4 separate regions of the Zea mays genome follow, and regions 2, 3 and 4 are each linked to region 1. Evidence: chromatin contacts called from public Hi-C data. All regions are on one chromosome and are shown on one strand. Each heading gives the region's core, a stretch centred on a gene start, on an enhancer-like site or on the middle of the called end of the contact. The rest is flanking DNA. Distances are from core to core; before and after follow the strand shown.

Region 1 (6,396 bases), core at 1,454-3,953:
TGCTATTGAGTAGCTAAAATTTGGCTTAGCGGTTTATTTAGCTAGTCTCTTAGAGATGCTCTTAATGTGGGGACATCCAAGAGCATGGCCGGATTCAGAGAATCCCGACCGAGCTCGACGGGCACCAGACCGACCGACCGTCCGATCGTGCCAGCACGCACGTCACATGGTACAGTCAAACCTCCCGATCTAGCTAGCTAGCCATATAAACAGCCACGTAATTTCAACGCCATGCATCGTTTGAAATGGTCCACACGGTAAGGATAGCGCTCAATTGCTTGAAGGCCGCCGCACGATCGACGACGTGCACGGACAGACTGCCCACGTACTGCAAAACCGAAATTATCGACACGTGGGTTTTTTTTCTCTCTCTAGAAAACACACGAGGGAAAAAGATCATGTCTCCGATGAATTTACCTATCAAGAACACTGTAAATGATTGTTACAATTTACCAATCGAGTTTACATCTCATTTACAACGTATATTCATGCGGTCTCAACTCTCAACCAGTCATGAAGCATCGTGGAGGGCCCTGAACTCGATGCCCTCGACGACGAGGCCGCGCTTGGGGTACCAGCCGAGCACCTCGAAGCTCGCCTGCACCACGCAGACGTCGCCGCCGCCGCCGCCGCTTTCCACGGGCGGCGTGCGCAGGCGTCCCATCTCCATCTCCTCCCACCCGTCAGCCCGCAGGCTCGGCCTCCTCGCCTCCTCCCCGGCGCCGCGGCCCCTGAACTTGCGCGCCTCGGCGTCGTCGGGGCGGAGGCACACGGCGTGGCGCGCGACGACCCGCCCGCCCACGGCCACGGCCGTCTCCTGGTCCGGGTAGCTCAGGCCGCGGTAGGCCCCCTCCGGCGCGGTGCCGTACACCAGGAACGCCGCGTAGACCGTCGCCGGCGTCAGCGCGGCCAGCGGCAGGCTCCCGTAGATGTCCAGGCACGTGCAGTCCACCAGCTCCGCCACCTCCGCGAACCTGCGTGCGTGCGAAAAGATCATCAATAATCCACCACCGCCACTGCCGCCGCGTGCTTCAGTATTTTAATCGTCCACGGAAAACAGGGATATCATATCATATATCATACCGTATCGTATCATAATTAACCCAAATACAAAAATAGTTAGTTAAGGGATTCGATGTTGTTTATTGGCTGGTGCGGTGCCTGGGGGGGTGTACATGTGATCCACGCCAGCGCGCGGGCGGCCGGCCATCGTTGTCGATGGTCGTCGTCGACGGCGCTGACGACACACGTCACACTGGAAGAACGAACGACGAACGAGTACTGCCGAATGCTCAAGTACTCCGATCCGATCTGCACCGAAGCCGCCGTACCACTTGAGGAAGCCAGCCAGCCTGACGACAAATGGACGGAGCAGCACGCATGCACACGTACGGGTATGGGGCTACCGACGGCGGCGTACGGCGCCGGGCCACACAGGTCGTCAGGAAACGTGCACATCAACAGCGGCGCCGGCGCCGGTCGCTGTTGGGCACATCGCGGAGGAAGAATATAATAATTAATCTACTCTTTTCTATACCACTAGCTAGCTTCAACCGTTCTGGAAGATGTGACGACGACCGGTTCCATTGGAAACGTGTGGGTGCTGCCGTGCCGGCCTCTCGTCCACCCGTGTCAGTGTCTCGTGTCCACTGGTGGATGCCGCTTTTCTTCTCCGCTCCGCGCGCATGGTTGAGGTAGTAGAAAGGTAGAGGACGACGACGGACAATGACCGGCGGCCGGGGAGCTAGCTAGCTTGTGTCGCTCAAAGTCACTAGTGGATGCAGCTGCGTGCGTGCGTGCTCGCCGTCGCCGGGACGACTACGATGAATGCATCAGATGAGAATGGCCTTGACCTTGCTTATGGCTGCCATGGGGACTAGCTAGCTTGATGTCTGCTAGCTAGCTCCTACGCGTACTAACTAAGCTATTACGTCGCTGCCACGGCCGGGGAGTATATATGACGCTACACGCAAATGGAATGACGAGAAATGTAATACAGAAAGAACTGATTGAAGCAGCCAAATTTTAATTGGGTTGCAGGAATGGATATTTTCGGAGAAGAGAGATAGAGAGCATGACGGCGCGCGAGGACGATGGAGCGGGTAGTTGGGAGCAGCAGCTAGCTAGCGAACCTGGAGCGTGGGTGGTGCGTGAACCTCCAGGAGAACTCGCCGTCGTCCCAGGGCAGGCTGAGCCTGCGAGCCGACAGCGCGTAGCACGTGGCGCCGCTGGCCCTCTCCAGCCACACCCTGCACCCGCTGCCGTCGACGGCCACGGCGCCGGCAGCGTCGCAGAGGCTGAGGTAGGCGTCCTTCTTGCTGAGGCCGCGCACGGTCGCCGCTGGGTGAGCCGCCTGCGACGGCGGAGACACGCGGCGGCTGTCCAAGTGGTCCTCAGCCGCCTCGAGCTGCTCGGGGAGGAAGGCGCGCCAGACCTGGTCGGAGTCGGCGGCGGCGCGGAAGGCCGGGGACACGGCGGCGCAGCGGCAGGCGTCGCGCGGGGAGGTCCGCGCGATGGCCTGCGCCAGGCACACCTCCGGCAGGTCGCCCACCTGGGTCTCGCTGGTCGTCCGTGCAACCGCCGCCTCCTCCATATCTGAAGACGCTCGGGTCTTGAGGCTCTCGTTCCTCGACAGGCACACTACACCTACACAATCGCCAATAGTCGCAATCGCTATGCGTGCTGGCAAACGCCAAGCTAGCTACCAAACCTGACGACAGCCTTATATATATATGGAGAGTATTTGACAGCACCCGTACGTGGGGGCGGGACTCCTTTCAATCTTCGCCGCACCAGCACCGCGCGGCAGAATAGACCCGGCCGGCCCGTCGGTTTGCCATGCGTGCATGCTGCACATGTGCCTGAGCGGAGTGGCTTATAAGTAGAGATGGCAACCAGAAATTTTTCATCCCAGATGTTAGGATATGTTTAGTTCAGTGTCTAACTTGTCATATTTTTTTTTTAACTTTTTTTTACTAAGCTTAGTTATTAAATTCAGACGACTAAACTTAGATAAAATATGACACATTTAGACACGAACCAAACATGCCTTTAGCTTTCCAATCCTGTACTCGTGAGCTATGTCTCCACAATGAAATTTTTTTCCCTACGAGGATCTTCACGAACATTTATGGAGGACATTTCTTCCTTATTCTCATTCCCCATGGGAATAAATCTTCGTCGGAGATCTCCGTCCCCCGTTTAAATTATAATTAGAATATAATTCGTATGTTATTAATATAAAATATTGCCACTTATGCACATTGTTATATACTTATGCACATTGTTAGATGTAAAAAAATATTATGTATACATAAAAAAACATATTTATATAATGAGTGATCTCTTGATAAGATAATTATTTTTTATCTTTAATTAGTATATGAAATGATCGTCAAATGTAAGTTTAATGAGCCCTATAAGGAATGGATTCTTAATCCATCCCCCGTTTACCTGCCAAGGAAATATTTTTCCTAATTTACATCTCGTAGAAAACAAACTTCTTCACCCTCATTTTCTAACAAAAAAAATTCGCCGTGGAGAAATCGTGAATGGGATCCCTGTTGCCATCTCTCTGCTTCTAATGCCGCCGACAACGTTGCTGTCCAAGCGCTTTCGTCTGCGCCGTGTTTAGGGAAAAAAAATGGAAAAATTCCTGGTATGCCATCAGATTTTATAGTCATTCCTTGTGTGCCACTGAGTGGCATATAGGTATATTTTTCTGTGTGTATGACATGTGGGGTCAGTGGCACACAAGTAACGAGTATATTTTCCGATGGCATACAGGTAATTGGCCCAAAAAAAATGTATATCGCCCTCGCCCTACGTCCTTTTCATCTAGAAGCTCGCCTTGGAATATCGCAACTGAAGGAAGAAGATCCCACAAGCAAGCAAGCGGGGATTCGATTCGTTCCCCGTGGGCGTGGCTAATAATCAAAACTGTGCACATAGAGATGTCTTCACCTTAGCAGCCCGTTTGGGTTCGAGAGAAGTAGATTTTAGTTACGTTAACATCGGATATTTGATTACTGGTTACAAATATTAAATACAGTTTAATTATAAAAACCAATTAGAGATAAAAACTAAATGGTAAGACACGTCTATATATTATGTCTGGCCTTGTTTGTTTCTGTCGGATTGGTGGTCAGAATGATTCCTATCTGGATTGATTCTCTAATTTATATAAACTTTGATTAAGTGGAACGATTCCAGGTGCAATCCGACACAAACGAACAAGGTCTAATTAGGTTATGATTTGCTCATGTTTGCCAATTATAGATTAATTAGGTTTGATTAATTCGTCGCATCGTTTAATTATAATTAGTTAGTTTGTAAATATGCTAATACATCTGTTCTCGAATATTTGTCACTCGCTAGTTCATTTTTAAACTAAACCATGACAAATAAAAAAGAACATAGAAAGTATATAATTAGTCTTTATCACAATTGACATTCAGATATCCGATGTGACACAGATTCCAAAACCTCTAATTGTTGTCGGTCGTCTTTATTTGAGTATTAACGCTATTTTTTTATTTTGGAGCTAGCTAGACAAAAAAAAAGAGTCCTAACGAATTCCAAGAGATCCCGGTGGCCTTATCATCATCATCACAACACTACGCGACGGATACCAAACCCAACGCGTGGGCCGGCCGGCCTCACAGCCACACGAGATTCGTTTCACACGCTTGATTAATCCGTCCATGTTTATCACGTCCAGGACAGACAGTGCTCGATTTTGTTGGTGTTCTCATTTTTACCTTTAGTCGTATTTTTTTTCTTAGTCATCAAGCTCCCGTTAAGCATCTGCTAGCCACGGTACGCTCTAGGCTCTCAAATCAATCTCACTCCATATTGTGCAAGGAGCCAAGGAAGTCGTATTATACACTATTTATCATATTTTATGTTTACATGTCAACGTACGACTTCAGGGAGCTGCAGGGTTGAGAAATACGGTTGCGTCTTTGAATTTTGTCCGCGTTTTGTTGAAAACTTTTGGAGATGGAGGCGAAAAGTTAGCAGAAAGGATGTATATATGAAAGTGACAGCTCGGAATGCGGTAGAGATGGCAATAGGGCATCGTTCTCTCATCCGCGGTGGTGAATTATTCTACTAGGGCTATTTTAGGAATCCTATTTTTAAAGAGATTTTTATTTTTTTAAATAAAATTAGTTCATTTTATTTTGGAAAAATAAAAATCCTTTGAAAAAATAGAGTTCTCAAACTAGTCCTTAGAAGGGCTAGTTTGGGAATCCTATTTTCCTAAGAGATTTTTATTTTCTCAAAGAAAATTAGTTCATTTTCTCTTAGGAAAATATAAATCTCTTGAAAAATTAGTGTTCTTAAACTAGCTCTAAAATGAAGATGAGGAAGTTTTTCCTCCACGGAGATGTAAACGGGAAAAAATATTCCCCGACAGGGTAAACAGGGACGTAGACGGGAAATATTTCTATCCTCATTCCCCACGGGGACCATAGGGTCTGTTTGGTTCAGTTTTTTTTCTGAGTTTTTTTTTCTGAGAATCTGGTTGTGACAAGAATCTGAATATCGTGGGGATTATATGCGGAGGAAGAAGAATTGATCCAAGGGTTTAGGATCTAGAAAGCTATGGATTACTACTATCGTGACGACTCGATCGATTATGTGTTCATATTGATTTTAGATGATTTTTACCAAAAATGATTCTTATAGAAGCGGGCTGAAAAGCTGGGACGTTTTCCAGTTCGTAGCAGCTTTTGGTGGCCAGAAGCTAAAAAACCCAAACAAACAGGGCCTTAAACTCGTACTTTACGACGTTTTCCTATAATAGTTGATGATAAAAATAATAATTAACTTGTCAAGAGACTATTCATTGTAGAAATATGTTTATTTTGATGTACACATAATAATTACTTACATATGACAATATGCATAATTGACAATATTTTACATTAATAACAAAGAAAGCACGTCCTAATTATAATTTAAGTGTCGTTGCATCCTTCGGCTGCTAGGCACATCGGATAGTTCGGTGGCGCACGAGACATTTCGGTGGCGCACCGGACAGTCCGGTGCTGCCACGTGTCCACCGTTCATTACGTGCCAACCATTGGCATTGCGAGAGCCGTTGGCCGACTGTCTCAACAGACAGTCTGGTGAATTATAGCCAGCGCGCTTGGCCAATTTCCCGAGAGTGGCCTGTTCGGCCAGCTGATGGCCTAGGCACCGGACAGTCTGGTGCGCCGAGGCTGGCGCATGTTTGGCTAAGTTTAGCCAAACTTCTTTGCTCCAATTGTATCGACTTAGAGAGTTTTCTAGCACTTAGAAGAACGTAGTTAACAACTAAAACAATTTACTAAGTGCTAGAATCATACTTTGTTCCTTTGATGTGATAGGATTTGCAATATACACCAAATG
Region 2 (6,203 bases), core at 2,383-4,882, 210 kb before region 1:
AAGAGCAACAAAAGAATGGCTACAGGGAAGAACAATATTCGATGAGAAATATATACCTCGTCATCTTCCATAAAGATAGCCGAGGATGGGTCACTCTTTGACATTTTCTCCTGGCCTTCTTTAAAACCAGGGAGCATATCTGCATTTCAGGTTAAGCAAAAAAATACATGCTCTGCAAAGTACAAACAAAGCACTGAGCAAACACTAGACACATGACCATGACAAACACATATGTTCCAAAAAAATATTTAAAGGTTAAAAAGAGAACAAGATCAAAATAAGTATTCAGGATACGATGTGAAAGAATAATTGGTTTGTTCTTCCTTTTGATGTAATCACAGTACTCCCTAGCTAGCACATTGACCTTCCTTTGGTCCATCCCCAATTGGCATATGTCAGCCTACAAAAGGAAAAGGATAAGGAAAGTGAATTGTATAAAGAATTATTGTCTCCAGATTGAAGGCGCACACAATATCAAAAGCTTTTCAGTCATCCTTGGTATGAGCAAGTCATAATGAAATATAAATATCAAAAGCCTTTCAGAACTACATCAAGGGATGACTTCTAAACTAGAATACGACTACGTCAAGAGTCATTGAGCCCTTACCTTTTTGCCTTGGTGATGGATGAGGTCACAAGCGACATACAAAGAGATATACCTTGGTGTATGCCTTTTGCGGACGATGTAGTGCTAGTTGATGAAAGCCATGCAAGATTAAATAGGAAACTGGAGTTGTGGTAGGAGACTCTAGAGTCCAAAAGTTTTAGACTAGGTAGAACTAAAACCAAATACATGAGATGTGACCTCGGCACTAGTACAAATGAGGAAGGATATGTTAGTTTGTAAGGTCAAGTAGTGCCTATGAATGATACCTTTCTAATTTAGCATCAATGCTACAAAGAGATGTGGATATTAATGATGTTAAGCCATAGGATCAAAGCAGGGTGAAGGAAGTGGCGCCAAACATTTGGCGTTCTAACAAGAGGGCACTATAGACATGCTATGTTGTATGGTGCACAATGTTGGCCTACAAAAGACATCATGTTCGATAGATAAGTGTTGTGGAAACATGCATGTTGCATTGGATTTATGGCAATATGAGAAGAGGCCCAGTCCATAACGATGATACAGTGACAAGCTAGGGTAGCATCAATTGAAGGAAAGCTTGTCCAGTATTGATTGAGATAGTTTAAACGTGTCCAACAAAGACCTCCAGAGCAGGCAATGAAATAGCATTCATAGCGAGTGCTATAGCAGCTGCAATAGTGGTAGCAGCCCATTGCCGCTACCACTATGAGATAGCATCCAGAACTTAGCAGACTGGAACTTAGTGGCTGCCATTGCGCGTGGCAGACCACAATAGCTAGCTGATTTTGCATGTAGCAGCCTGCTATGTCGGCTTGACATAGACCCTGTTTGGCATAGCTTATTTTCAGCTTCTTCACAAATTTAAGCCGAAGTTCTGCCAAACAGACAGCTTCTCCAGCAGCATATCAGTTCAGCTTCTTCTCAGAATGAACTAAAAGCATCCAACAAGCAGAAGCTGCTTTTCACCAGCTTATCAAATAAGCTGTTTTTTCAACAAGCAGCAGCTGTGCCAAACAGGGCCATATTGATTTTTTCAACCCTAGCTCCCAGGCCAGCCCATTCTATCTGGTCCTCTCGGTATGTATTGCCTCACACATCTCCCGTTGCATGGGAGCCAGAATGCATCTGGCCAAAACCAAGCACTCCGACGCTCTGGTTGCCAGCGGCCGGCGTTAGCTGCCGCAGAAGTGCACTGCAGCGTGCATCCTGCCACATAAGCGCACAGGCAGCAGACTCCTCCGTCGTCCCGCCAGCCATCATCTTTTGTTCTGCAGTCCACACGCAAAGGTGCAGGCATACACCATCTGCTGCTAGCTGTTGTAGATGCGCACGTGGTGCCCTCGCGCCGACGAGGGCTTCCGCTCGGCAGGAAGTAAGCTCAGTCGGTGCTCTTCACTCCAGCAGTCCAGCTTGGTTTAATCTCCACTCTCCAGTTCAGGCAGAGCTCCAGGCAGCACGCAGCGGGCATCCAACTTGGTATCTCTGATTCCCCCCCCCCCCCTTTGTGTTGGGTTGCAGTCAAATGTAAACCCCTTAATCAAACACATCAATTTTACTTGCATCCCTTTATAAGATTTACACATAGGACTAGCTACTTAGGACATTATTTTTTTCTGTAGCTGCACAATGTCCTCTGCTGCATCAACTGCACATACAAACCAATCAACATCTAGGAAGGATGCCGCTTGGGAGCAGTTGAATGAATGATAAGCAGAAATGGGACAATACGAGGAGGTATAGCCCTTCGTTCCATAGTTCTAAAAATAATGTTCCACGTTCTGTGTTCTCGTTTGTCGGGACAATGATTGTCCCGGGAATATGTCTCCTTAGCTCAGTTTCAGAATGCAAAGAAAAATCAATCATCAATCAATAAAACTTATTTCCGGGTACCATGAAATGCAATAGTGCGATAAATACTTGCCTTCAAGAAAAATATATCAGCACATTGCATGCAAGGGTAGAAAATCTGGGCAGCAGTCAAGTCGTCCTGGTCACTTCTGCCCATAATTTGGCAGCATCTACAAGCAAAGGAAAAAATAGAATCACTTGCACTTCACAACAAGCACATAAAAATTAAAGAGGAGATAACCAACCATGTCCATGTTCAAGGTCTCGAAGCAAAGACTTGTTGTTAACGGAAAAAAAGCAATTGAACCAAGCGTGCACCTCGTTATCCGTTTGACGTTGTTTTTCCGGGCAATGTCCATCACGATTGGCCAGTACTCGTGGGCGCGCCGGTTGATCTCCTCGGAGGACCACAGGAACTCCACCCCGTCGAGGTTCATCCCGGCCGCCTTCCAAATCTCGATCATGTAGCGCCCGACTGTCTGGATTTTCTTGAGGTCGCCTCCCATCTTGTTGTTGAGCTGCGCGAACCAGTCGGCAATCCAGATTTTCACCTTGCACCCGGCCCTGACCATCTTGTTGACGTTGATGGTCTTCACAATGCCCTGGGAAAACTCACAGCCAAGTCTGAATTTGCCCGAACCGTGCAAACTTAACCAAAAAAAAACTAAGAGCCCGTTCGTTTCTATAGAAATGTACCAAGAATTATTCTTGTTGATCAAAACTTATACAAATTAGAGAAGCAATCTGGGTCGGAACTATTCCAGTCTTCCATTCCGTGTGAACCGAACGGGCCCTAAGGGAGCTGAAGACAGAAGACCGAACCTGGGCGATGTGCATGCGTCCGGAGGGCTCGAAGCCGTCGTAGCAGATGGGCACGGGCTTGTTCTCGAGCAGGCGCCTGAGCTCGTCCTCCTGGATGCACTCCTCCCCGATCCCCCGCAGCAGAGCGAACCGCTCATCCAGGGTCATCGCCGCCACGCCCCCCGCCAGATCCTCGGCAGCGGCGGTGGCGGAAGAGGAGGCTCCGGGAGCCGCCTCGGGCGCCGGCGTGGAGTCCATGGCAGCGGCTGCGGCGGAGGAGGAGCAAAGGATTGACGAGGCCGTGCCCGGAGACGGCAAGGAGGGGATGGCGGCGGCGGGGGCGGCGGGTGAGTGAGTGGGCGTGAAAAGGAAAATGAGATGACGGTTTCGGAGTGCCGCGCGGGCCTCCAGGGTTTTGCTGGGGACTGGGCCGACAAGCGAGGCCCAATGTCTTTTTTCCCTCGTTTTTTTTTATTAATCTATACTACTTCTTAAGAGCACAACGAGGGCGTCCACCATGCCCCCGCCTGCTCCCACCGTGCCCCCGTCCCGTCAGCGTCAGCAACCCTCTGCGCTCGCGCAAATCCCTCCCGAGATCGCCGCCGATCCGAAGCAGCGCCACCGTGCCCCTCCCTCCACAGCGTCCGTGCCCCCGCTCTGTCTCGCCTCTATCACGCACCCTGCGTTCCCCGCCCACATTCCTGCGCCCTTCCAACCTCAGTGTCTCCTTCCATTGACAACCAGCCTTCGATGACTACGCTGGACCATACGCGCGTCGCCCCCTTCCCGGCGTGATGGTCGCGCCTGTGGCGGAACTGCCCGAATTATTCCGACTTAAGTGCCTAAGCCCTGCCTTAGAGGCTAGACCACACTTAAATGGGAATAACCCGTCAATCCCTCGGATCTAGTCCGACACGGCCACTGACAGGATCAAGTACCACAAGCCCACTCGATGGTGAGTCACAGAGCAAATACAATAAAGCATAAAACCATACATGCCACAATGTTAAATTATTACATCACCATCAACATCATCGGAGTTTTTTTTTGCAAAAGTACCCATCATTGTTCGAAGTGCAGCGGAATAAAACTAACGATAATTAAACAGAGAGATGGGGAAGCCTGTCCCATCACTCCTCATGCTCCTCCTCAGCCGAGGCAGGGTCCCACTCAACAGTCCCAACCCGTTGGTAAGGTGGACGGCCAAGTCACTCCAGCAACCATGTCCTCCAGAGATCCTGTAAAAAATTATGCCACAAGCAAGGCTGAGTATACTAATACTCAGCTAGACTTACCCGGTGTGAGGAGTCTACTCCTCTACCTCTAGACATGCAGCTGTTTGGCTGTGGGGTTTGATTGCCAAAAGCACTAGCTGAGTTTCTAAATCAAGATTTTAACTTAATCAAAGTTAAGTGTGACTCTCTTAAGGCTAAAAGTGGACTATCTACTCATACATGGTAGCAAGCATTATTAACAATCAACATCTTATCTCAACTCATCATACTTCCACTTATTACTCAATGCAGTACAATGGATCAAGCAGTCTCATTAGCTGCGAGAAGCAGACGATTCGAATCGAGTTTTTATCCTTGCAAGGTAAACCTAAACACACGACATGTAGGGGCACTCCGTCCCCACACACATCAACCGTCCCCATCGATTCCCTGGCAACAGAAAGGGGCTCACCGCCTTGGCGTACAATGCCTCACTGACCCCGACTGGCCGTCGTGCAGTGACCGCACTTGTACCCACCATAACCGGAATGGGAGACCTCGTCTCAGGTCGCGTGAGGAGGGCAATCTGCGGGCAGGTTCACTCAGGTACTAGGCTTACCGATTTACCATATTTCTCGGTATGTGTTTAGTACGTTCAAACGCTTGACACAGGTATCCGCACGTTAATCCTTATTCCATTTTCCATCTCGTAAACAACCAATCCCCATGGATTGTTGTCCACCAACTAGTATCATGACAGTGTGAAAAGTGGGTACAATCAATTTCCTGATCTCGCGCGAGTGCTAGAAAAATCACTCGTCTTCTACCGAGATCCTAATTAAATGAAGCAACTACTCGACCTGTCATACTAGTATTCACCTCAAAAGGGATTCCTGAGATCATGCAACTAGGGTTTCACACAACTCCTACACCTAAGTGCACAATCAAACCTACAATCATTAAGTGAAGTAAAATAGCATAAATAACAGGTTATGCATAAAACCGGGGCTTGCCTTCCAAAGCAGTGGCAGGCAGGTCCTCTGGTGCAGGCTCTGGTGCTGGGTCTGGGGCAATCTCCTGGGCAGCTCCTTGCTCCGGCACGAGGATGTACTCTCCGTCAGCAAGATTACAGTCTATCGAAATGCAATGAACATGTATGTCATGATTATGCAAGATTTAAGAACATTAAGTTAAAGAAACTAAGTTAAGAATTAACTTAGGGTTTCCTGGTTCTGTGGGGCTTCTAGTGGTATACATAGACTTTGACTCATTACCCTTTAAGCTTAGGTTTGGCTTTAGGATAACACAGTAGAATTTGTATTGTCTTGATACACTCTAGTGGACAGAGTACAAGGTTTTGGGAAATCATTATTTCACATTATTCATTTTCCTTTATTTAATTTTCCATTTAGGGTTTCTAAGGTAGGTTTGAACTACATCATGGTTTTAATAATTTCTAAAAATTCTGTAAAAATTACAGTGGGTTGTCACTTGTTGTTTTAGCTTGTTTTAAGAATTTGAGACTTAAGTACAAAAGCTAGGCTTTAAACAAAAAAATAACCACAGTTGGGCAAGATGGGCCATTTTACACTACACCTCTTAGTTAGGGGTAGGCTCTGTCCTAAAGGTTATTTTTGTTGGCATCCTATGGTAATAATAGGCCTCTGGGCTAAAAATCACAGAAAACTAAGGGGTGGTTATTTAGTTATGCTTTTCTTAAGTTTCATGTCAAAAAGGCTCTTTCTACTACA
Region 3 (5,999 bases), core at 2,880-5,379, 150 kb after region 1:
CGGGTTCGACGGTCGAGATGGTGGTGCTCGTTGCCGAGGCGATCCCGGGCGGCAGGCGCCTCGTCCCTCGCGCGCTCGGGATGGACCGAGGCTTCCTGCATGCGTCGGGAGGACACCGCGTGACGCTCCGAGGGGTCAGCTCGCCTCCGGGAGGCGGAGCTCTCGGCTCGTCGAACTGCGGCGCCTTCCAGGAGATCCCTGAGTTCGCCCTGGATACGCCGTCCCTCGGTGGTGGATGGCTCCGGCATGGCTCGAAGTAGCATCGCCGCTGTAGCTAGGTCCTGGCCGGACCCACTGACGGCCGGGGGCAGCGCTGCCCTGGCATTGTCGACGATGCGGCGCTGGATGTCTTGGGCCCGATGACAGGCTCCTCCGGCGAGTGTTCGGCCTTCCCACTCCTGTTCGATGTTCTGTCGAAGCTACACAAGCCGGCCTGCTCCCCCGTCGACCCGGGCCTGCATCTCACGGATTTGCTCGAGCTGTATGTCCTGACCCCCCGCAGGGACTGGGACCACAGCTAACTCCCGCGGGATGTCAACGCGAGATGCGGGCCCAGGGGGATCGTCAACCTCCGGCATACCGAGGTGGTTGCCTTCGTTGTGATCTCCCTGATCGACGTGGAAACATTCGCGACTTGGGCCATAACCCTCGTCGTCAAGGTCATGGCCATCGTCAGAACAACCAGAGAGGCAGTGGTCGCGTGCGAACATGAAGTCCCGCATGGCACCGGGGTCATTGAGGCCAGAGAAATCCCAACCGGAGTCAGGGTTGTCCTCTTCCTCGGAACCCGCCGGTCAAAAGGTTGAGACGGCTGTCAGTCGGTCCCAGGTCGACCACATGTGGTACCCCGGAAGGGTTGGATACACCTTTACGAAGGCGCTCACCGTAGCGGGGTCGCTAGGTGGATCGAAGCTGAATCGAAAGGGTACGGGATGGAAAACGGACGGTACCTCTTGGTCGATGGACGGTGGTGAAGTCGCGTCGGGGGCGGAGCACACCGTTATCTCAGGTATGAGGGTAACGCCCAGCAGATCCTGTGCGAGGGTGCTGGCGTCGTCAGTCCACTTGGGGCTGACACGTTGCGGGGAAGTGATACCCGCCGTCATCTCAGGTGCGAGGACAATGCCCGACATGTCCCCCGGGGGAGTGCCGGCGTCGTCGACTCGCTCCGGTGCGACAGCCGACAAGGTGTCGCCTCCTGCGTGGCCATGGTTGCCCCGTCTCCACCTCATTTGGCGAGGGGGGGGGGGGTGGCGGGGACGACCGGAGTGCTCCTCTTCTACCGCGGGGAGATGCTGTCACCGAGCTCGTCGCCGCCGGGCGAGTCGAAGACCGTCGTTGTCGACGCGCCGCAGGGGGAGGAGTACCATGTCGTAGCTGCCGTCGAGGGACATGAACTCGAGACTCCCGAAGCGGAGCACCGTCCCGGGCTAAAGAGGTTGCTGAAGACTCCCCATCTGGAACTCAACGGGAAGGTGTTCGTTAACACGCAACAGGCCCCTACCTGGCGCGCCAACTGTCGGCGTTTTGGACCCGGGGGGTCCCTGGACCGACAAGTGAGATTGTCGCTGCGTGTCCCTGCCTAGATGGGTTGGCACAGGATGGAACACAAGATGTGAGGCAAGCCTTGTATTATCCTGCAACAGGGGTGCGCTCGTAGTAGGGGTTACAAGCACGTCGCGAGAGGGAGAGAGAGAGAGGGAGCCCGTTCGTCCACTCCTTCCCTCCGCGCGAACCCCCCCTCCAGGATGGCCCTGGACCTCCCTTTTATAGACGCAAGAAGAGGGTCCAGTCGTACAATGGGGGGTGCAGCCTTGCGCTAACGTGTCCGGCAGAGGAGTGCCTAAGCCCTGTGTACATGCCAACATGGCTGTCGGGGGAGAGCTTGGGCCCTATACATGTGATAGCGTGGCCGTCGGAGGAGTGCCTGAGTCCTGTAGGAGCACAGCTGGCAGTGCGGCAAGGATCCTACTGACGTCTCCTTGCTGCCGTAAGGGGCTGAGAGCCACCGGCGTCATGGCGCACGCGAGGCACCATCATTACCCGTCGCCGGGGTAAGCCAGATGGGACGCCGGTCTTGTTCCTTGTAGCCTGAGCTGGCTAGGGATAGAGTAATGATGTATCCCCTGTTGGCGCGGTCGGTCCGAGCCCAAGGTTGGGCGAGGCGGAGACTTCTCTTGAGGCCGAGGCTGGGGTCGGGCGAGGACGCGATTCCTCCCGAGACCGAGGTCGAGGCCGAGTCTGGGGGTCGGGCGAGGCAGAGCTTCCTCCCGAGACCGAGGTCGAGGCCGAGTCCAGGGGTCGGGCGAGGCGGAGACCTCCTGCCGAGGTCGGAGCCTGAGGTCGGGCGAGGCGGAGCTTCCTCCCGAGGCCGGAGCCTGAGGTCGGGCGAGGCGGAGCTTCCTGTTGCACCCGAGGCCGAACTCGGTGGTTGATCGTGACTTGTTGTCAGTCTTTGCCTGGGTGGTTGGCACGGCAGTCGGAGCGGGGCGAGCGGCGCTGTTTTCCCGTCACATCGGACAGTAAAGAAGAGGGGCGAAGTGACTGCGGTCACTTTGGCCTGGCCGACTGAGGCGCGTGTGTCAGGATACGGCGTCAGGCGTCCCCTGCATTGAATGCGCCTGTGAAGCGGTCGTTTGGTGAGGCGGTCTGGCCAAGGTTGCTTCACAACGAAGCCTGCCCGAGCTGGGCTTCGGGAGAGCCGAGAGGGTGCCCGCTGCCTGAGGCGGCCCTCGGGTGAGGCGTGAACTCGTCTGGGACTACTGCTCCAGCCCGAGGCTGGGCTCGGGTGAGGTCGCGTCCCTTGGATAGACGAAGCCTTGACTTGAATCGCGCCCGTCAGTTGGACTGAGGGTGTTTACCAGCCGTGATTAGGAGTGTTGGGGGTACCCCTAATTATGGTACCCGACAGGTGGCTTCCCCCACCAGTGCCACCTGTAACGAGCCGTTAGGCTCCTGTTCCATGGTGCACCGAACAGTGCTTCTCAGCCGGACAGTCCGGTGCTTCTCAGCCGGACAGTCCACCGTGGCAACACTTGCCTTCGTTTCTTGGACTTTGCTTGATACTTGTTGATCTTCTTGTAATCTTCATAATATCTTCTTTTGAGGTGTTGCTTTCCTTATTGCCTTAGTCCAAGTAATCTTAGCATCATGTGAACTATAAATATAAACACTAGCAAACACATTAGTCCACAGGTTGTGTTAATCATCAAACACCAAAACCTATTGAGCCAAATGGCCCAGGGTCCATTTTTCTTACAAGTGCGATTTATTTGCTGAATTTAGTGGAGGTTATGGGTGTGGCGGTGATTTAGTTGGATATGTTTTGCAAAGTTTAAACTGGTAAATTATATAGTGGTATAGATGCTTATGCTTGTATTAAGAGTACGTAATAAGCTATTTTATTATTTCTGTTCACTTGATATATATGAATACGCCATCTATTTATAGATAAGTTTTAGAGTTTCTAACCAGCACAGACTAAGTTTTAATTAGGCTTAATATAGCTCATCTTACCGTATAGTCACCATCTGCATAATTAGTTTTATAATTAAATTATATTTAATATTCATAGCTAGTATTTAATAATTTTAATAGTTGATGTTACAGACATATCAAACATCCCCCAATACATTTCTCAGCAACTAGTACGCTTTAGTGCAGACTCCTAGAAGGCAATGCGCCATGCACTCCGGCAAGCCCCTATAGACCCTACCAGTCTTTTTGCATAGGTAAAATCCAAAAAAATATTTTGTGGAGGGCAGCCCGCTAGAAGCTTCCCCGTCGACACTGCCAGTCGTGTTGTCTCCTGCACTCATCACGGTGGTCATCGTCAAGCTCCTAGCGTTGTTGGTGTCCTCTTTGATTTGGCCTAGTAAATGGTGTCATTCGAGTTAAACATGCAAATTTAAATCAGAATGAAGACTGTACGTATATTTATTTACACCAAAAATAAAATGGGTCCAGGTCTAGCTATTTGCCTATTTCATCGATTACCGCTTATTATGCGTGCATGAATGACAGAAGATGCGAAAAGAATCATCGAAAGCAGCCAGAGTCCGTGGATGCGGGTGTGCTTCAAGAACTTCTCCATGGGTGATTAGAAAATACTAATGCCAACGATGTACGACTGCGACTTATGGTTAGATATACACTGTATATCTATCTATTTGCCTCTATATAGATGGATGGATAGATAGATGGATTGATCCAAGGTATATAGATGTAATGATGGATATGAATATGAAACATATCCATCCATATCTATCTATCTATCCATCTATCCATTATAGATGAAGTTCTGACATAATGTACATAAAATAACCAATGTTAACCATTAAATTGCTGCAAGACCAAGTGCTATGGTATCGACAGAGAAAAAAAATAAAGTGTTATCTCTTAGCGAGGGTGTGTTTGGTTGGTGATAGGGTGGAATGGAGCCATTCCAGTTTCTGTAGTTTGTAGTGTGGTTTCTAGATAGAAAAAAATCGGCAAGGGAGAGAAAGACCAGACTCCCACAGTGGCGGACCCATCTATTATGCTTAGTGTGTATCAGAAAAAATATTTAAAAAAGAAACAAAAAGTGGTTCATTTTGTAGTGTGGTTTCTAGATAGAAAAAAATCGGCAAGGGAGAGAAAGACCAGACTCCCACAGTGGCGGACCCATCTATTATGCTTAGTGTGTATCAGAAAAAAAATATTTAAAAAAGAAACAAAAAAGTGGTTCATCAAGAATTGAACTTTGACCGATAAATTAAATAAATAAATAAATAATACTTACAACACCGAATTAACTACTCTTCTGTGTTTTTAGAGTGTGCCATGGACCATATGGACCACCCTCTTGGTCCGCCCTAGCTTTCCCATTATTATATTAAGAAGATATCTAAATACTGTCTCGACCGAGAAAATCCTCGAACTCTGTCCCCATCACTAGCGGGCCGTCACTACCCACTCTGCAACGACCCAACTGGAGGATGGCACGCAGAACGTAACCCGGGAGGGCATAAGGAGGAATTTTTTTGACAAAGACACAAATTCGAATTCTCCCCCGACGGGGGATCGAACCCGGGATCTGGAGGTGCTACTCGGACGCCTTAACCATTACGTTAGAGGCCTTTTCGCTGTTTCTAGATAGAAGAATGGAGCCATATCCAACTAAGGATATTCTTTGTAGATACTGCACATGCTTGGTCGAAAAATATTGCTAAGACACGCTTGTTCCACTCATGCGGTGTCAACACCGCCTCCCTCACACAATCACATGCACACACTGGGTGGAGAGTATATATAGCCGAGGACGGGTTTACCCGGTGCAACCAAAGACGAAGATGGGGTGGGCGGAGCCAACGAATGGCACACTATGGGTGCTTAGATCTATATCACTCTAGAAGATAGATTCGACGTTTCTACATATGGAGTTGGGGGTGAGTGGAACTGAGCAGCAGGAGTCTGGTCGAACCATGGGTGAGGGTGAGCCATGTGGCAGGCAGTGACATGAGCTTGCACATGCAGAAGTTGTGGCGAGTGACCATGTGAGGCTACAATGGGTCATGATGTGTGAAAGGGCTCTAGTGCTAGCAAGTGGTGGATTCAGGAATGGATCAAAGGAGGGCTAGTAAGCCGACCAACTATGGTGCTGGTGGCCTAGCGACAGACGACTGGTTGGACAACCTCTCGGTGTTGAGTCCCGACTGTGCACTACATGTTAGCCCACACAGTGCTTTTGGGAGGATGACTACATCGATCATCGCTTGATGGTACGTGCTGATGCACGTCAAAACACAGGAAGTTTATACATGCTCGGGCCACGTAAATGCGTAACACCATAAGTCCTATGTAGTGCTAAGTTTGGAATTGCCTTGAGTTCACATATTAGAAATGGTTTGTGAGAGGTGGAAGATGAGGTCTCCTATCAATCTTATGGAGAGAGAGAGAGAGAGAGTTTTTGTAGGGGTACCTCTACAACCTTATATAACTGACTGGAGAGATATCCCTTT
Region 4 (5,900 bases), core at 2,671-5,170, 230 kb after region 1:
TTTGTGAAGAAGATGTATTCCATTTTAGTATTTGCAACATTATTACAAGAAGTTGAAACTGAATTTTTCATTACTTGTTATTCATACAAAAAAGTAAAGTGATATAAAAGACAAAGGTAATTCAAAAAGTAGGATATTCCTCAATAAATGTGCTTCGATTCTGGTACAGTGCTATTGACTGTACAAGCTTCGGACTCTTCCCTAAAGTCACGTTGCTGTTGTGGATGTTGGCGCCCTTCTGGCTGCTGGCTTTGGGTATAAGTAGGTTGCAGTGGTGGTGGTGGTGGGAGCTGAGGCCAGGAAGCTTGTGAATGGCTTGCCAAAGCAACAGAAGCTGTAGGTTGATTGCCCACATACTCTGGTATGTAGGGAGAGTGGCATGAAGCAATATGTAGGACCTGCTTCGGCTGATTTTGCTGGGCTTCTGCTTCAGCAATCTCTTTTTGCTTCTGAATGGTGATCTGGCACGTTCTTGTAGTGTGGCCCTTGTTCTCACCATAGAATAAGCAATAGATTTTCCTGGGTTGATCCCCATATCTTCCTCCGAAGCCCCTGCCGCCTCGGCCCCTTGGAGCTGGTGGCCTGAAGAAGCTTTGCTGTTGTCCTGAAGACTGCGAGCTGTGCTGTGGCCTCTGAGACTGGCCTCCTTTGTCATCGTTCTGACTGGAGCTGTGGATTGATCTGACATGCCTAGGGTGGATTCTTCCTCCGAAGCCCCTAGTCATCTCAGAAAATCTGTAAGCTTCCTCCCTTCTTTGGCGGAAATCATTGTCGACCCGGATGTACTCATCCATTTTCTGAAGTAGCTTCTCCAGAGTCTGAGGGGGTTTCCTAGCGAAGTATTGAGCTGTAGGCCCTAGCCGAAGACCTTTGATCATGGCCTCAATGACGATTTAATTGGGCACCGTAGGCGCTTGTGCTCTCAGGCGCAAGAACCTTCGAACATATGCCTGAAGGTACTCCTCATGGTCTTGAGTGCACTAGAACAAGGCCTGAGCAGTGACTGGCTTCGTCTAAAACCGTTGAAAACTAGTGACCAGCATGTCCTTAAGCTTGTGCCATGACGTGATCGTCCCTAGCCGGAGAGAGGAGTACCATATCTATGCCACACTCCGAACTGCCATGACGAAGGACTTCGCCATGACTGCAGTATTGCCCCTATACGAAGATATAGTTGCTTCATAGCTCATCAGAAACTGCTTTGGATCTGAGTGCCCCTCATACATGGGGAGCTGAGGGGGCTTGTATGATGAGGGACATGGGGTAGCCTGTAGTTCTGATGATAGAGGAGAAGCATCATCAAAAGCAAAATTTCCATGATGGAAATCATCATACCAATCATCATCATTGTAGGAATTATCTTGACGAAGCTCTCTCTGTGGAGGTCTTCGGTCCTGATCATCTTGAGTAAGATTACGTATTTCTTCAGTAGCTTCATCGATCTTCTTCTGAAGATCGGAAAGACGAAGCATCTTCTCTCTCTCTCTTTCGACCTGCTGATGGATAGCTTTGAGATCCCTTATCTCCTGGTCCAGCTCCTCCTTTTGGAGGGTTTGACTTGTAGCCTTCCTCTTTTGAGTTCGGGCTTCGCACAACGTGTCCTGGTTGACGTCTAGTGGCTGCAGTGCAGCCCCTAGCCTTAAAGCTTTCTTCGGTGGCATGACGAAGGTCACAGCTTGCTGAAGGTGGTCGAATGAGTTTATCGGAGGTGGGCGTCAATGTTGGGGACTTGTTCTCAAATGCTATGAGTTAAGAACAAGGCAACACATAATGTTAAAGGTTAATGCCCTTCATCCTTCAAAGCATTATTTCCCTTAGGATATAATGATCTTCAGACGAAGGTCATGAAGGATATACCTTCATCATCGCAGTGTATATTAATGAAAGAAGAAGTATATGAAATATGTAAGACAACATGAATAATCATATGACATCATTAATATATCTTCTTTTTATTATCATGGATAAACAGAAACAATATTGAATTACATTTGTACCTTCGGCTTGACAGAAGGTAAAAGTCCAAGCGTGACGCACAAGCGAATACAAGTCAGCGTGAACAGTACGGGGGTACTGTTCATCTATTTATAGGCACAGGGCGCAACTTGTGTAAAATTACATTCATGTCTTTTATGTTTACTATTGACTTAAGGACAATCCAACAAGGACTGGATAGCCTTTTCCCCTTTAAGTCGGTTCCTTTTCCTGCCACTGAGCCGAAGCTCCTTTGCGCGTAGCTTCGGAGCAGCATCAACCTTCGCCTCGACCAAGCTTTTGATATTGTGTACAGTTTCATTCCGAGTCTGAAGGTACCTGTACATACATTATACTTGGGAAACTTTGTTAAATCATGTTTTTGAGGACCTTTGGAAGACGAAGGCCCCCAACATCGGTGATTTATAGAGGCAGGTGCCCATCTACAACTATTAATTAGATGTGTAGAGCAAGTTAAGAAAAACGACCGTCTATACAAATTTATTTGGAGAGGCGGCTAGGCTCCAGAGCTGCCTCTGTAAATAAGTTTTTACTAGGTATGTGCCTCTGCGTTGCCACGGAAGTTAAAAATTAGTATAAAACATGTATACCGAACACCGTGTTCTAGACAATGCTAGTGAAACTGAAATAAAAATAGCTACATAATTGCTTAAATAGTTATACAACTCGTATCACAAACAAAACAAAGTTGGACATAATGTTAAGTGACACTTTTCCTGTATCAGGCTTGGACTATGTCCCGGCTAATGCTTGTAGCCTTTGAACATTATCAGGACCCATTGATCACTACACTCTACTTGCACTATAGTAATCTCCAAATCCTTAGGTGGCGGGGGCATCTGCTTCATGATCTATGGAGCATCGTTTATCCTGCAAACATTTTGCATGAGATTAGGACTTGCATATCACAACTGTTGAATTTGGACAGAATAAAATATTTTGTATAGACCAAAGAAATCCCAGTGATGTTTTTGGCAAGGGTGTGTATTTGTGTTTCTGGGCCTTTTAATGGCAGTGAACTTCCTGTAAGATTTTAGAATTCCTGACAGCTAAAAAACTAAGGGAACTTCTTCATGGTAGTAAGTAGCAGCAAGAGGCACTATATGAAAGATAAAACTAATGATCCTAAAAAGAGCTAGCAGATTGAATTCTACATAGAATGTCTTACTGTTGTCAAGCGTCAAAGACCAGATTTGGATAGCAAGAATGTAAGCTTAAACGTGATCTTAGTGTGGTAGTCCCTTTAACACTGCCAAAAGGAGTATATTCCTGAATTGCAACAGGCATATATGATGCATGCCCATGATAAAGAAAAAAATCTCTTATATGCTATGAAAAATATAGGCATCTAATAACAAATGGGACTGAATGTTTTAGATGAATATATCACTTCAAAATGTAGCCACAACGATTCCGCTCACCCATGGCCACGTTGTCAGAGTTGATGTCCTCATTTTCATATGAGAAGCCTCACCGTGGGCTGAGCAAAGGCAAAACAGAGCAAATTGTTATCTTTGATTTGTGTACATCTCCTTTTCTCTCTCTTTGTAAACAATAGAGGCATTAACCATCCATTGCTAGCCTCCTCTTCTTTACCCTTTCACGGCAACATGCAACCCTCTCACATGGTGTAGCAGTCATTAGAAAACACTATGTACAATACTAAGGAAGAACGAAAAAAATTATGGATAAAGAAACCCATGTATTGGATGTATATGTAACCAAGGTAGACAGTTCAGACCAAGAATGCAAATATGAGCCATAGTACGCAAAAACAATATAGATCATATGACGAGAAGAACACGACCTCGTAAGTAGCACACGGTCAAGGAGGAGGACCAGGAACGCCGCTGCTCACCACTTCCAGTTCCAGCACACGGTCAAGGAGGAGCAGGACCAGGAACGCCGCGTTGGGCGCGGCACATCGGAGGAGGGACAAGGTAGCAATGGGGAGGAAGGCGAGAGCGCATCGTCGCACTAGGAACGCGGGGAGGAGGAAGGGGAGGTCTGGGAGGCGTCAGTTACGCGTCCCGACCGAGAAGCCGACGAAGCAGGGAACATTCTCTTCCAGCCTTTTTAAGCGGTTAAACTTGTTTCCTTGCAAGAAAATAAAAGGAGCATTCTTCATAAACGTAACATCCACTGTCTTTTTGTTCCGAGTTAGGCCTTGTTCGTTTCTATCGGATTGCACCCAGAATCGTTCCATCTAATCAAAGTTTATATAAATTAGAGAAGCAATCCGGTTAGGAATCGTTCCGACCCACCAATCCGGTACAAACGAACAAGACCTTAAGGGATTCTAGCAATTCCTTGTTCTCGGGGAGACCAGCCTACAAAATAATAGCAAACATGGAATTATTTAAGCAGGACTATAGAAGTAAAAAAGTAGTTCAGAGCTGATGATACATGGAGCGGCATGCCTCAATTTACTTAAGATATGTGTATGACTTTAAAAGGAAGAAAGAAAATGAATATAGCCTAAAAAAGCCTTGATGGAGAAAGAAACATAATTTTAGAAGATTGAAATACATACCAGCGTTGTCCTGTTTTTGTTTTCTTTAGAGTAAATAGATGACCGGAAGAGTAATAAAATGTTTATGTGATAAAGAGGTAAGGGAAAACATTAGGGTGGTGTTTGGTTCATCGAAATGTAACGTAAATGGTTTACATGGGGTAATGGATACCAATATTTTTGTTTGGTTGAGCTCTTTCTAGTATTACTAGGTACTACTATCCAATCCAATTATAACTAGTAACCATTACCGCCAGTAAGAGATCACATTACCGTTCCCTTGACAAAGTTTGAACCAAACAACACCTAGTATTCAACTCGTTGCAATAAAAACACTGATGTAGGTGGCAAACTTTTTTTTTAAAAAAAAAGTAATAAAGAAACCGTATAACCTCACATGTTTTATCTGAATCTTTGGTTATATTGAAGCATCATTGCAGTCCTAAAGATGTCCTTCAAATATAGCAGAAACATATACCTAAAAAGTTACCGATAGTTAGAGACTATATAAAACAAGGCATCACATATTCATTGAGAACAGCTTTGTTTAAGATTGCAGCATCGAAGGGTTATAATAAATAGCTACAAATATTTAATAGGTCAATTGTGGTTATTAGCTGATTGAATGAGCCGCTAGGAGCAGTAATATTGCTACAGGCAATATAATTAGTTTGGAATGATTTAGAAGCTAAAGATGCACGCATGCACGGAAGATCCTTTTTCATGTGGGTGTATGAATTTTCATCCAGACGCAAATTTGCTCTATAGCTGCATAGTGGGAAACTACTCCATGTAGAGGTTGCTCTGAACTCCATCAGGGCAATGAGATAAAAAGATTTAATAGCAACTATGGATGGTCAGATTGCGCAGGGATTGCCATTAGTCAATGGAGCAGAGAAACTGGATATGTTAAATTTGTTTTTTTAAACAGTAGAGCTTCCTTGCAGTTATATCATTGTTTTATTAGAAAGAAAATGCATATCAAGTTTTTTCCGATTTTGCTCGGTACCAGCCTGTAGATTTGTCCTACAATAAATGTTTTTTTACCACTTAACATATTGTACCACTATAGAATGTGATGTTTGTTATTATGCAAACCTGCAAAGGCATCATCAACTACTACTAGGTGTGTGCCCGTGCGTTGCGACGGTGTAAAAATTATTCGATAAATGTTAGTATACAATAATTACATGGAAACGAACAACATATATATCAACCCCAATATCGCACATATGAGGAGTGGACATGTCAGTCGGTAATAGCAAGTGATTGTTCACCACAAGCCGTGAAAGGTGAGATTAGGAATAAGGGATATTGGGGAAGTAATCTTCTATTTCTTAATTGCCAAATGTTCGAATACAAGAGATAAATAGGCATTATGCCTTCTAACAAA

What was found. Hi-C and Micro-C count contacts between places; a contact is called where the count stands out from the background.
Region 2: a Hi-C map of leaf shows a contact between it and region 1, with 4 times the contacts expected there. The contact joins the promoter of LOC100282839 here to the promoter of LOC100285707 in region 1. A contact is called at or near these places in 7 of 25 Hi-C or Micro-C datasets (bundle sheath, endosperm, leaf and 1 more).
Region 3: a Hi-C map of ear shows a contact between it and region 1, with 1.6 times the contacts expected there. The contact joins the promoter of LOC103641299 here to the promoter of LOC100285707 in region 1. A contact is called at or near these places in 4 of 25 Hi-C or Micro-C datasets (ear and leaf).
Region 4: a contact with region 1 is called in a Hi-C map of tassel, with 5 times the contacts expected there. The contact joins the enhancer-like site here to the promoter of LOC100285707 in region 1. A contact is called at or near these places in 7 of 25 Hi-C or Micro-C datasets (ear, leaf, leaf mesophyll and 1 more).

The regions. Positions count from the first base shown.
Region 1 is chr10:82,419,350-82,425,745 of Zm-B73-REFERENCE-NAM-5.0, reverse strand. It overlaps LOC100285707, which reads right to left and starts at 2,703. Exons shown (of 2, transcript NM_001158598.1): 1 at 2,133-2,703; 2 at 395-974. The coding sequence starts at 2,593. The coding sequence ends at 512.
Region 2 is chr10:82,627,308-82,633,510 of Zm-B73-REFERENCE-NAM-5.0, reverse strand. LOC100282839 (Tyrosyl-tRNA synthetase) reads right to left here and starts at 3,632. Exons shown (of 9, transcript NM_001155745.2): 1 at 3,260-3,632; 2 at 2,756-3,039; 3 at 2,511-2,607; 4 at 295-400; 5 at 57-139. The coding sequence starts at 3,496.
Region 3 is chr10:82,267,289-82,273,287 of Zm-B73-REFERENCE-NAM-5.0, reverse strand. LOC103641299 reads right to left here and starts at 4,129. Exons shown (of 2, transcript XM_008664654.3): 1 at 3,997-4,129; 2 at 3,556-3,871. The coding sequence starts at 4,093. The coding sequence ends at 3,645.
Region 4 is chr10:82,187,366-82,193,265 of Zm-B73-REFERENCE-NAM-5.0, reverse strand. It overlaps the pseudogene LOC100217095. Among protein-coding and RNA genes, the nearest start is that of LOC103641297, 19 kb to the right of the region's middle. Within about 2 kb of position 3,920, at least 3 of the 20 cell types and tissues checked have an H3K27ac peak or open chromatin away from gene starts, as enhancers often do. A contact at or near this core is called in tassel, where this site is marked.